Linked DNA regions of Zea mays: region 2 is linked to region 1. A link is a contact called in public Hi-C data. All regions are on one chromosome and are shown on one strand. The core of a region is the stretch at or near the end of the contact, and the rest is flanking DNA. Distances in the headings are between cores, read along the strand shown.

Evidence for each region. A called contact is a pair of places that touch in the nucleus more often than the background predicts.
Region 2: a contact with region 1 is called in a Hi-C map of root tip, with 5 times the contacts expected there. The contact joins the promoter of LOC103626484 here to the promoter of LOC100280442 in region 1. A contact is called at or near these places in 4 of 25 Hi-C or Micro-C datasets (bundle sheath, ear, root tip and 1 more).

The regions. Positions count from the first base shown.
Region 1 is chr5:66,039,839-66,044,521 of Zm-B73-REFERENCE-NAM-5.0, forward strand. It overlaps LOC100280442, which reads right to left and starts at 2,016. Exons shown (of 6, transcript NM_001153363.1): 1 at 1,770-2,016; 2 at 1,183-1,308; 3 at 972-1,083; 4 at 824-885; 5 at 351-701; 6 at 1-253. The coding sequence starts at 1,787.
Region 2 is chr5:66,702,716-66,707,398 of Zm-B73-REFERENCE-NAM-5.0, forward strand. It overlaps LOC103626484 (protein argonaute 1D), which reads left to right and starts at 2,332. Exons shown (of 21, transcript XM_020538404.2): 1 at 2,332-2,647; 2 at 2,739-3,266; 3 at 3,340-3,548; 4 at 3,667-3,816; 5 at 3,925-4,058; 6 at 4,155-4,267; 7 at 4,337-4,443; 8 at 4,561-4,683. The coding sequence starts at 2,772.

The DNA.
Region 1 (4,683 bases), core at 766-3,265:
CATACATATGAGCAGGGAAAGAATGGAACGGAAGAAACCATCCGTTATGGGCAGGGTATGCTGCCACCCCTCCTCCAACCCAGGATGTTTGCATCACTTCTTGTGTATCATCTCCAGCTCCCCCATCCGAGGAACAGACTTTCTTTGGGTCTGGGATGATAACTGTCTTCCCAAAAAGCTTCAAACTGGTTTCTTGGACTCGTGATGAATCTTCTTCAGACAGCTCACCATCACTGTTGTCCTGCTTTGATTCCTGTAATTGAAACATACCAAGCCGCATAAGCAAACATGTTCACGTTTCAGGTTACACCCATTTCGAAAGACGACCCACAGGATGAATGTTTCCTTACCTGATGGGATCGGTCTTCTATTTGCTGAGTGAGCAAATTTTCCTCCCCATTCACTATCTCAGGGACATTATTCCCATCATCTGATGACGCAGGAGACGTGCCCCCAGTTGATGGGTTTGATATTGATGAACCAAAAGCATCCGACTGCATTGCAGATAACACCGAGACAGGCGAACCATTCTCTTGGTCAGAACCAGATGGTGATGAAACAGGAGCATTCTTCGGTTCGCCCATTGGAGCATTTGTCACGGTGGAGTCGGCACACTTGCGAGGGTATGGGTGCAGTGGTTTTCTCTTTGGCCTAGGGGGTGGGATCTCAATTGAATTACTGGCCCCAGGTTCACGCACGACCTGCGTAGTTAGCTCAGAGTTAGCTTCTAGATAATCTCACTGTGCAAGCATATGTGATGGTAAAATACTGTGAATGCAGTGACAGCAGCTAAATTGAGCACAGCCACATGAGGGTTAAGCACCTTGGAGAAAAACTTCTGAGCATGGCTCCGAATCTGGACAGCAGTCTTTGTGCCAATGTGTTCTAATAAACGGCAGTTTGGAGGACAAATCAGAGAACTAATCATCAGCGTGCTCTAACGTAGGGTCACATGTAAAGCCTGCACGCACCTTGTATCTGGCGCCAAGACCGACCATAGAGCTTCAGTGCCTCCAGGAACTTCCCATGCTCTTCCTCTGTCCACTTCTCTCGCTGCTTCGTGATCGTGTAAGGCTTCCGAACCTACTTGAATCAAGGCAGGTGCCCATTAGTTGGCATGGTGAGCTGGTGACAGTGCTGTACGCTCACACTGATCTCAAAAGTGGGACAATAAATGGGTACCTTGACAGGGTAACCGTCCGCCCCCTCCTTGGGTTGCGTTGCATCATCCACCAGGGGTGATTCGACAGCATCCGACCGCAGCCTTTTGTCAATCGACAAGGCAGGTGAATCCAACGCGTCCCTTTCCTGTAAGGAACAACAGGAAACAAGTATTTAGTGATCGTCCCTCAACAGGTCAAAGCCATGCCAGATTCTACTTCTACCATGCATAAATGTCCAGATTTGAGCTCCCAGTGCTCCGGATCCCGCAAACGACATCAACTTAAGACATGTAATGGTGGTGGTAATAATAGGATGGGTGGGAACTGTTGGATTGATTGGAAGACAAGTTGCGATAGTGCTGTAAAAAAGGGGAACGAGTACAGCAAATTAGCTAAACACATGTTACGTGTTGGTCATCTCGTTCTAGTAGAACTCTCTACGGGTGCCATGATTGGCGTGCAACAGACAGGAAGGAGAAGCGTCTAGAAACAGCACATTTTTTTAAGAGGGTGATGAGATATTGGCATTAAAAAACTATTTTCAACACCGGCAGGCGGCAGGGAAGGATCAAGTGGAGGAGGGAAAGGGAGGAGACAATTGCATACCTGCGCCATGGACTCCATGAGGCGGGCCCGGAGCTCAAATCTCCGGATTCACCTTGGTAGGCTCTTCTTGCGCACGGAGAGCCCAGCAGAGGAGCAGCCGGCGGTCGAGGTCGTGGAAATTCGGTCCCTTCTCCGGCCGGGATCCGTCCAGAAAGCACAAAAAAATCGCTTCTTTGCCGGCCAGAGAACGAAACTCAGCACGGCCAGCCGCGGGGCGAGTCCGGAGAGCCGTGAGGAACGGAGGGAGGGGAGGAGGACGCGGCGGAGAGGAAGCGGTGGAGTCTCGCTCTGGCTGGCAAGGGCAAGGAAATGGAAATGGCGAGAGGAAGGAGAGGGGTGGGAGCGGCGAGATTTCTGGGGGCGAAGGGAGGGGAGGGGAGGCGGGCCACGTCGGCCGTGGGCCCCGCCTGTCAGGGCTGGAAATTTCGAGAAGGGCCAGGGATCGAGTGGCTGGGGAGGCCCCGGGAGGGGAGGGCCCACCTCCGCCCTCTGCGGATATTTTACGTTCTGACCCCTCTGTTTTCCCTTTTGAGATAGAGGGTCTCTTTCTCTTTTTTTTCCCCATTTTCTCAGGGTGGTTTTGTTTATCTATAGCATTGTATCGAAATTAAATATTTCATTGAGCCTCATTATAAATTTAGAAGTTTGTTCTGAAAATTTGAGAAGTGGAGTGAAGTGATTGGAGTGGATAGGAAGGTTTCCACGTGTTGACAATAGGGCACGAAGCAGCGTAGAGAAAATAAAAGAGAAAACACCGCAAATATCTGCGGCCGTTCAAATAGCAGATATTTTTTCCGCGGATAAACCCGGACCGTTTTCTCGTTACTAGATAAGAAAAAGGAAACGAACAAGAAAGAAGGATAAATTCCTAGCTGTGTCGTGTCCACAAGAAATTCCAAGAGCATTTCCTCTCTTTTTTTGTAACAGAAAAGTAAAATAATATAGGAAGTGCACCGTGCTGTGCTGTGCTTGTGCAGGGAAAGAAAAGAAGAATATCCGTGGCCGCAAAAAGCGTGGCCACAAGTATTTCTCGCTGCGCTTTTTCGGCGCCACGTCACGCGGCCAGCTTCGAGGCCCAGAAAGATCCTGCGGCGGGGCCCACACCACCCACCCCACCCCAACTTGTGGCCGTCGTTAACGTTACGCTGCCAAAGCATCCCTGGCCACAAGTTTTCTTCTTCTTCTTTTTTTCCTTTTGGTTTTTATTCTCCTTTTTTAATACCTTAGGTAGTACTAGTAGGGGTAAAGACTTAGAGTGATGTGCAGAGCTTAGCTAATGTCCTTTGATAATTAGCAAGCCTTTCATTTCCATTTCGATTTTTTTCCACTCAAGGCATATGAATTGTTTTTTTTTCCTTCCCAAAAACAAATCCTACGAGAGAGTGGATCGATCTTTTTTTGGGCATAGAAGCAGTAGACGGATTTAGACTGGACCATATAAACCGAGCAACAGCGACCTTGATCCAACTAAAGCCTGCTCATCAGAGACAGCGACGTGCGCCCTTCTTCCAGCCAAAGAATTTGAGCTGCAACCAGAACCATCTGTCTGGAATTGCAGGGCCGAACCGAATGTATCAGCTTCTCAACTCAAGGCTCTGTTTGGCACCAATATTTCTCAAAAATACGGTTTTACAATATTGTTCTCTGTAATTATTTATATGTAAAATTGTAGGCCATAGTATTCGGCAAAGGTTAGTCATGTCATGAAGACTTTAGAGTAGAGCAAAATTTTCAATACTGTAAAAATATCATGGTATCTATAATATCTTGATTTTAAAAACATAGTTTTTAGGAATTCAACGAAACCTTTTATAACATAAAATACTATAATATTACTAAAAAACATGACATTGTCTAGAAATCGTAAAAAAAACCGTACTCCCAAACAATTTAATTAAGGCCATGTTTGGAAGGATTCACTTCAGAAATTGTAGCTTCGGTTTTCCACCTTTATCATTAAACAACTCCAATATATTGGTAAAGCGGGTTTAAAGAGTGTTTGGCTTACACGTAGACTCTAGTTTCTGTAATACATTAATTTGTGTGAGTTTTCTTAGTTAACCTTGATGATTGGAGGGTGCAGAAAGAGACATGAATTGGTAGGTCATGTGACCAATGGTATGATAGGTAATTTTGATATAGCTTCATAAGAAGGTATAAAAACAATATTTTTGAAGCACCCTTTGAGGGGCTTCGAAAGTTTCATGAAACTAGTCTCTAGTTTCAGTTTTTTTAAAGTTACAGGTCATAGAGTTAGATCTGTTTGGATAGAAGAAACTGAAATAAACTCGAAATTTTAAAGTGAAGCTCTTCCAAATAGGATCTAAGATGAGCTAGAGGAAAGTGAGATAGAGGCGGAGCTCTGTTTAACAACTTCTAATGGCATCTCTTAATAAGTTCATGGGCTTTATGCAGTTAACTCTCTAAGGATACGACCAATGTACGGTGGTAGAATATCTCGGATGATTTATCTGAAACATGCATGCAACCTCCATCACGTCGCTTTCAGCTAATATCTCGGCTGATAAATTAGTGGACGCAAGCTCGACAGGTTGCGAAGCGCAGTTCACAGAAAAGGAGGAAGAAGAAGAATAAAAAAACACACATACAGTATAGGAGCTATATAATGTGGAGGGGAACAAAAAAACGAACTTGAAAATGAGCGTACATAGAGTGTGGTCCATTCATCCCGCGGATAATAAAAAAAATTATATCCAACCCCACACCTGAGCATTAGTTTATAAGACCGTATTCAAAACCTTTAAAGCTAATAGTTAACTATTAAAATTAGTCGTAGAAGTTTCAAACACCTCAAACTAATACAACAACTAATTGTTAGTTACCTCACAGCTAACGGTTAGTTTATTAGCGGGCTTTTATTAGCTAACTAAGAACTATAAGCTTTAGGGGTTCT
Region 2 (4,683 bases), core at 1,082-3,581, 660 kb after region 1:
GCAATCAGTTATGTCAGCACGCTCGACGATGTCGATGGTGTACTAGCGCTAATGAAGAAACATGCCAACTAGCCGGCACTCGACGGTGATCCCCAGGAAGTGGTGTAGCTCACCGAGGTCCTTCATCGCGAATTCCTACTGGAGAGAGGAGATGATGTGCCGCGGAGGGTCATTTGAAGAGGCCGCAAAAGGTGTCCGCTTTGGCCTCGATGAAGCCTTGTGAAATCAAGAAAGTGGCAAAGCGACTGTAGGGCATCTGCTTGAGGCCGTAGAGGGATCGATTGAGCTTGCAGACTATGTCGGGATGCGCCGGGTCGACAAAGCCGACAGACTGAGCAATACACCGTCTCAGTCAGAGCGCCATGACGGTTGCAATCCATGGAGATGGTGGCGGCGACAGGGGGAGGGCTGGTGGCTCGGTTGGGAGGGAGGGAAGAGAGAGAAGAACTTGACTATGGTACTATGTTAGACTCAAACACTAACCCTAACCAACATTGGGAGAGATATATTTGTAATAGAGTTGTTGGGCTGAACCCATTACACAGGAAACACCCCATCATAGTACAAAGCCATAAATAACTCTAACAATTTCGACTACTGCAGTTACAACTATAGAGACAAAACAGTGTAGTCAGCGGTACGAATTAAAACCACGGCCTCCGGCCATCTGCTAGCATGTGAGGTCTCAGTCACCCCTCTCTCTGCCTCCTCGAAGAACATACTGGCCCTCTCTCACAAAATGAATAGAGACAAAAAAAAGAAGAAGTAGGGCCATAGTCTTCTTAAACTGCAACCAACAACAACTTGTAAAGAATCTGTTGTCTGAAAACGTGTAGTACGGGTCATGCAAGTCCATCCCATGCGAAATGGATAAAGTGAAGCCTGCTCCAGCTCCTCAGTACTATTATTCACCTGCCTGTCACCACCACATGGCTGATGTTCTCGCACACCACAGCCCCGTGACTTGGGAGCCACTCGATCTCTAGTCTCTACTGCGTGTACGTGCTGTGCTCAATGCCTCAATCTCCCATCAGTTTTTGACTGCGTTTTTCTCTTGCAAGTTTGCATTTTCACCAGCACCCTTCAGGCCGTCAGCTACTACTGCATTCACTCAAGACTTCGTAGAGGCAGGGAGATCCAATGGAGTGAAGGAGATGGATAGTAGCCATTCATGTCGTGGATCTTCCTTGATGCATTCATGAGTTCCCCTTCCTTCCTGCGTGGCTGCTGCATGCACCTTCCATTCTCTTAAATGCTGCCCGAGAGGTACTCCCTCTAATAACAATAATAATGTACTGATGACTGCTGCTTCTGATGTACAATATCCTAGACAGGTGGTGATTGATGTAGGCCCCGTTTGCTGCAGCTTAGTTTCAGGTTCTGGCTGTCAAAAGTTATTGCGGATTGCCAAACATCCATCTATTTATTCCGTTTGGTTCAAATATTTGTAACGTAATGGGTAAGTGATAACGTTAAATTATGTTTGTTTTAGTATAACCGTAATCAGATATCATACTAAAAATTGATACCGGACTATTCAAACTTGTTACCGTCCGTAATCGAGGGTAAACCGTTACCATTACCCTTTACGTTACATTTCGTGAATCAAACAGCACCCTAGTGTAACCTGATTCCGATCGTGGGGACCAAAAACATGGGGTACTCTCTGTTGTCAGCGTGCGGACCGTCCGCGACTCGCATCTCTGCAGGGCGGCAAACCGTTCGCTCGGAGGCATTCAAACCGTTCGTGTGTGAAGAGGCTGCAACAATCTCCTACGGAACCTTGATCCCGCTCCCCAGAGGAACCCCGTCAGGGAGGAAATATCATAGATTCATAGTGTTGTCTTGGGATCGGCAGATCACCTAAGACGTCTCTAAACGATGTCGAGCTGAAGAGATCTGAAGACTGGAGATGAAAAAAACTAAATTACTGCTACTCCTAAGGCAAGAATATAAAGAACATAGTAATTAAACATAGTCATCTACTGAGTAAATCCATACTTTCTACTTCATCTATTCTTTTTTTATTTATCATGGTTTAGTTTAAAAATGAAATAGCAACTGATAAATATTCGAGAATGAATGTAGTATTTTTTATGGCCTTGCTCACACAGTCCCAAGCCCCCTCCCCCTATCTTCCGTGAACCCGCCGAATCCTCCGGTCAGAGTTGCATTGTCATTCACCATTTGTTTGCCACATGCAGGCGACAGAGCGCACCTGCTATTGCTTCTGTCAAGTAAAAAGATTTTTCACATTTTGGTTTGAACGAAATGAACTACAACACCTGTTCTTTTTTCCCTATATCCCCAAGGCAAATAGTAGATATTTTTTGACACATCAATCAATAGCACATCATTACTCTACTATACCCAAGTGAGTGAAGGCATTTCTGCACTATTGCAAAAAGGTACCACCATGTATATTACTCAACCAAAAAAAAAGGTAAATGAACACTTGAAAAATATATACCCAGAGTTAACTGCAGAGTATTATATAGTATCTCCTGAGCAACCAACGCAATAGTCATCCAACCAACCCCAAGTGCACTCACATTTATTCTGCTGCGCCCCGACCCACTGAAAGAAAGAAAGAAAGAAAGAAAGAAAGAAAGAAAGAACAGGCTCCCCTAGCTCCGCCTGCCCAAGGGTGATCACAAGCGGCCTTCTGCTTCCTCTGTTCTTCCTCCGTCTTCTCCTCTCGTCAAATTCTAAAAACTGGACTTTTCCTCTCTTGGCAGCGCATTGAGTTTGTCAGTTTCACTGCCCACGGCATGGGATCTTGGAGACAAAAACTGCCTGGGTTAGGCGAGGGCTCAGGCTCAGGCTCACAGGCTGCTGAGGCCGGCGGTGGTGGGAGAGGTTTCCGTGGCCGTGGTGGCTTCTACCATCAACAGCAGTCCCCACAAGGTGGTCGTGGTCGTGGAACTGGCTACTACAGTGGTGGTGGTGGTGGTAGAGGTGGACGTGGGGCAGTCCCGTCCGCCATAGCTCCCGAGCTGCGCCAAGCAATGCAAACTTCAAATGAACCTGATAACATCCCAGCGCCAGAGGCAGGCTCCCAGTCCCAGGATGCGCCGTCACCAAGCGAAGAGGCTGTGGATCAGCTGAAAGGCTTGTCTGTACAGGACATTGTGCAGGCGTTTCCAGTGTCGAGCAAGTTCCCTCACCGCCCAGGAAATGGAAGCGTTGGCACCAGGTGTTTGGTGAAGGCAAATCACTTCTTTGCTGAATTATTACCTGCCAAGAAGGATCTTCATCAGTATGATGTATGTTGTTCTATCAATATCCCTTTCAACGTTTTCTCTTGAATCTACCTAAATGTTTTTTTTACTCTGACAGGTTTCAGTTACCCCGGAAGTGACATCGCGAATTGTGAACCGTTCTGTCATGGAGGAGCTGGTGAGGCTGCACAAGCTGTCATATTTGGGAGGTCGGCTTCCAGCCTATGATGGTAGAAAGAGCCTGTACACGGCTGGACCCCTGCCATTCACTTCGAAAGAATTTCACATCACTCTACTCGAGGAAGACGATGGTTCTGGAGTAGAGAGGTATCTATACTATACTTTATTTCTGTTTGACATATTCCTGTTGTCGTTTTTGTGAAGAATTTCACACACAAAAAAATGGGTTTAGCATGTTCCTGTTTGACATTTCCTGTATGTCTAGGCGTAAGAAGACATACAAGGTAGTGATTAAATTTGCCGCAAGGGCTGACCTCCGGCGTCTGGAGCAGTTTTTAGCTGGAAGGCAGGCAGAGGCTCCTCAAGAAGCCTTGCAAGTTCTTGATATTGTTCTGCGGGAGCTGCCGACAACAAGGTAATTAAATTAGACTCTCTCTCTCTCTCTCTCTCTCTCTAGGTTTCAGGATGATACATGCACTGATGATTTGGCTCTCTCTCTCTCTCTCTTGTTTTTTTTTAAAAGATATGCACCGTTTGGGCGATCGTTTTTCTCTCCTGACCTGGGGAGGAGGCGTTCCCTTGGTGAGGGAATAGAAAGCTGGCGTGGGTTTTACCAGAGCATTCGCCCTACTCAAATGGGCTTGTCATTGAATATTGGTAAAACTCTGTCTGTCTGTCTGTCTCTCTCTCTCATCAGATACATACATACATACAAGATTACTGAATGCTTCTAACCTTTTCTTGTCTTTTCAGATATGTCTGCAACTGCTTTCTTTGAGCCATTACCTGTCATAGATTTTGTTGCACAGCTTTTAAACACCGACGACATCTACTCGAGGCCCCTCTTAGACGCTGAACGTGTCAAGGTACGCTAGCAGATATTTGTAACGTCACTTTACTCAATATTTTTTTTGATTAATTTACTCGATTTTCAGATAAAGAAGGCCTTAAGAGGCGTGAAGGTGGAAGTTACGCACCGTGGTAACATGCGACGCAAGTATCGAATAGCTGGTTTAACATCTCAGGAAACTCGGGAGCTAACGTATGGCAAAAAAAAATCCATGTTTCTTCATGAACTCCTGCATTTACACTTTCCCTCTCTGGATCATTTGTTCAGAGAAAAAATTTCCTAAAAGAATGTTGATGCCATTTGCCACAGTTTTCCTGTTGATCAAGGTGGCACAGTGAAGTCAGTTGTACAGTATTTTCAAGAGACCTATGGCTTTGCCATCCAGCACACCTACCTGCCCTGTCTGCAGGTTGGCAACCAGCAGCACCCAAA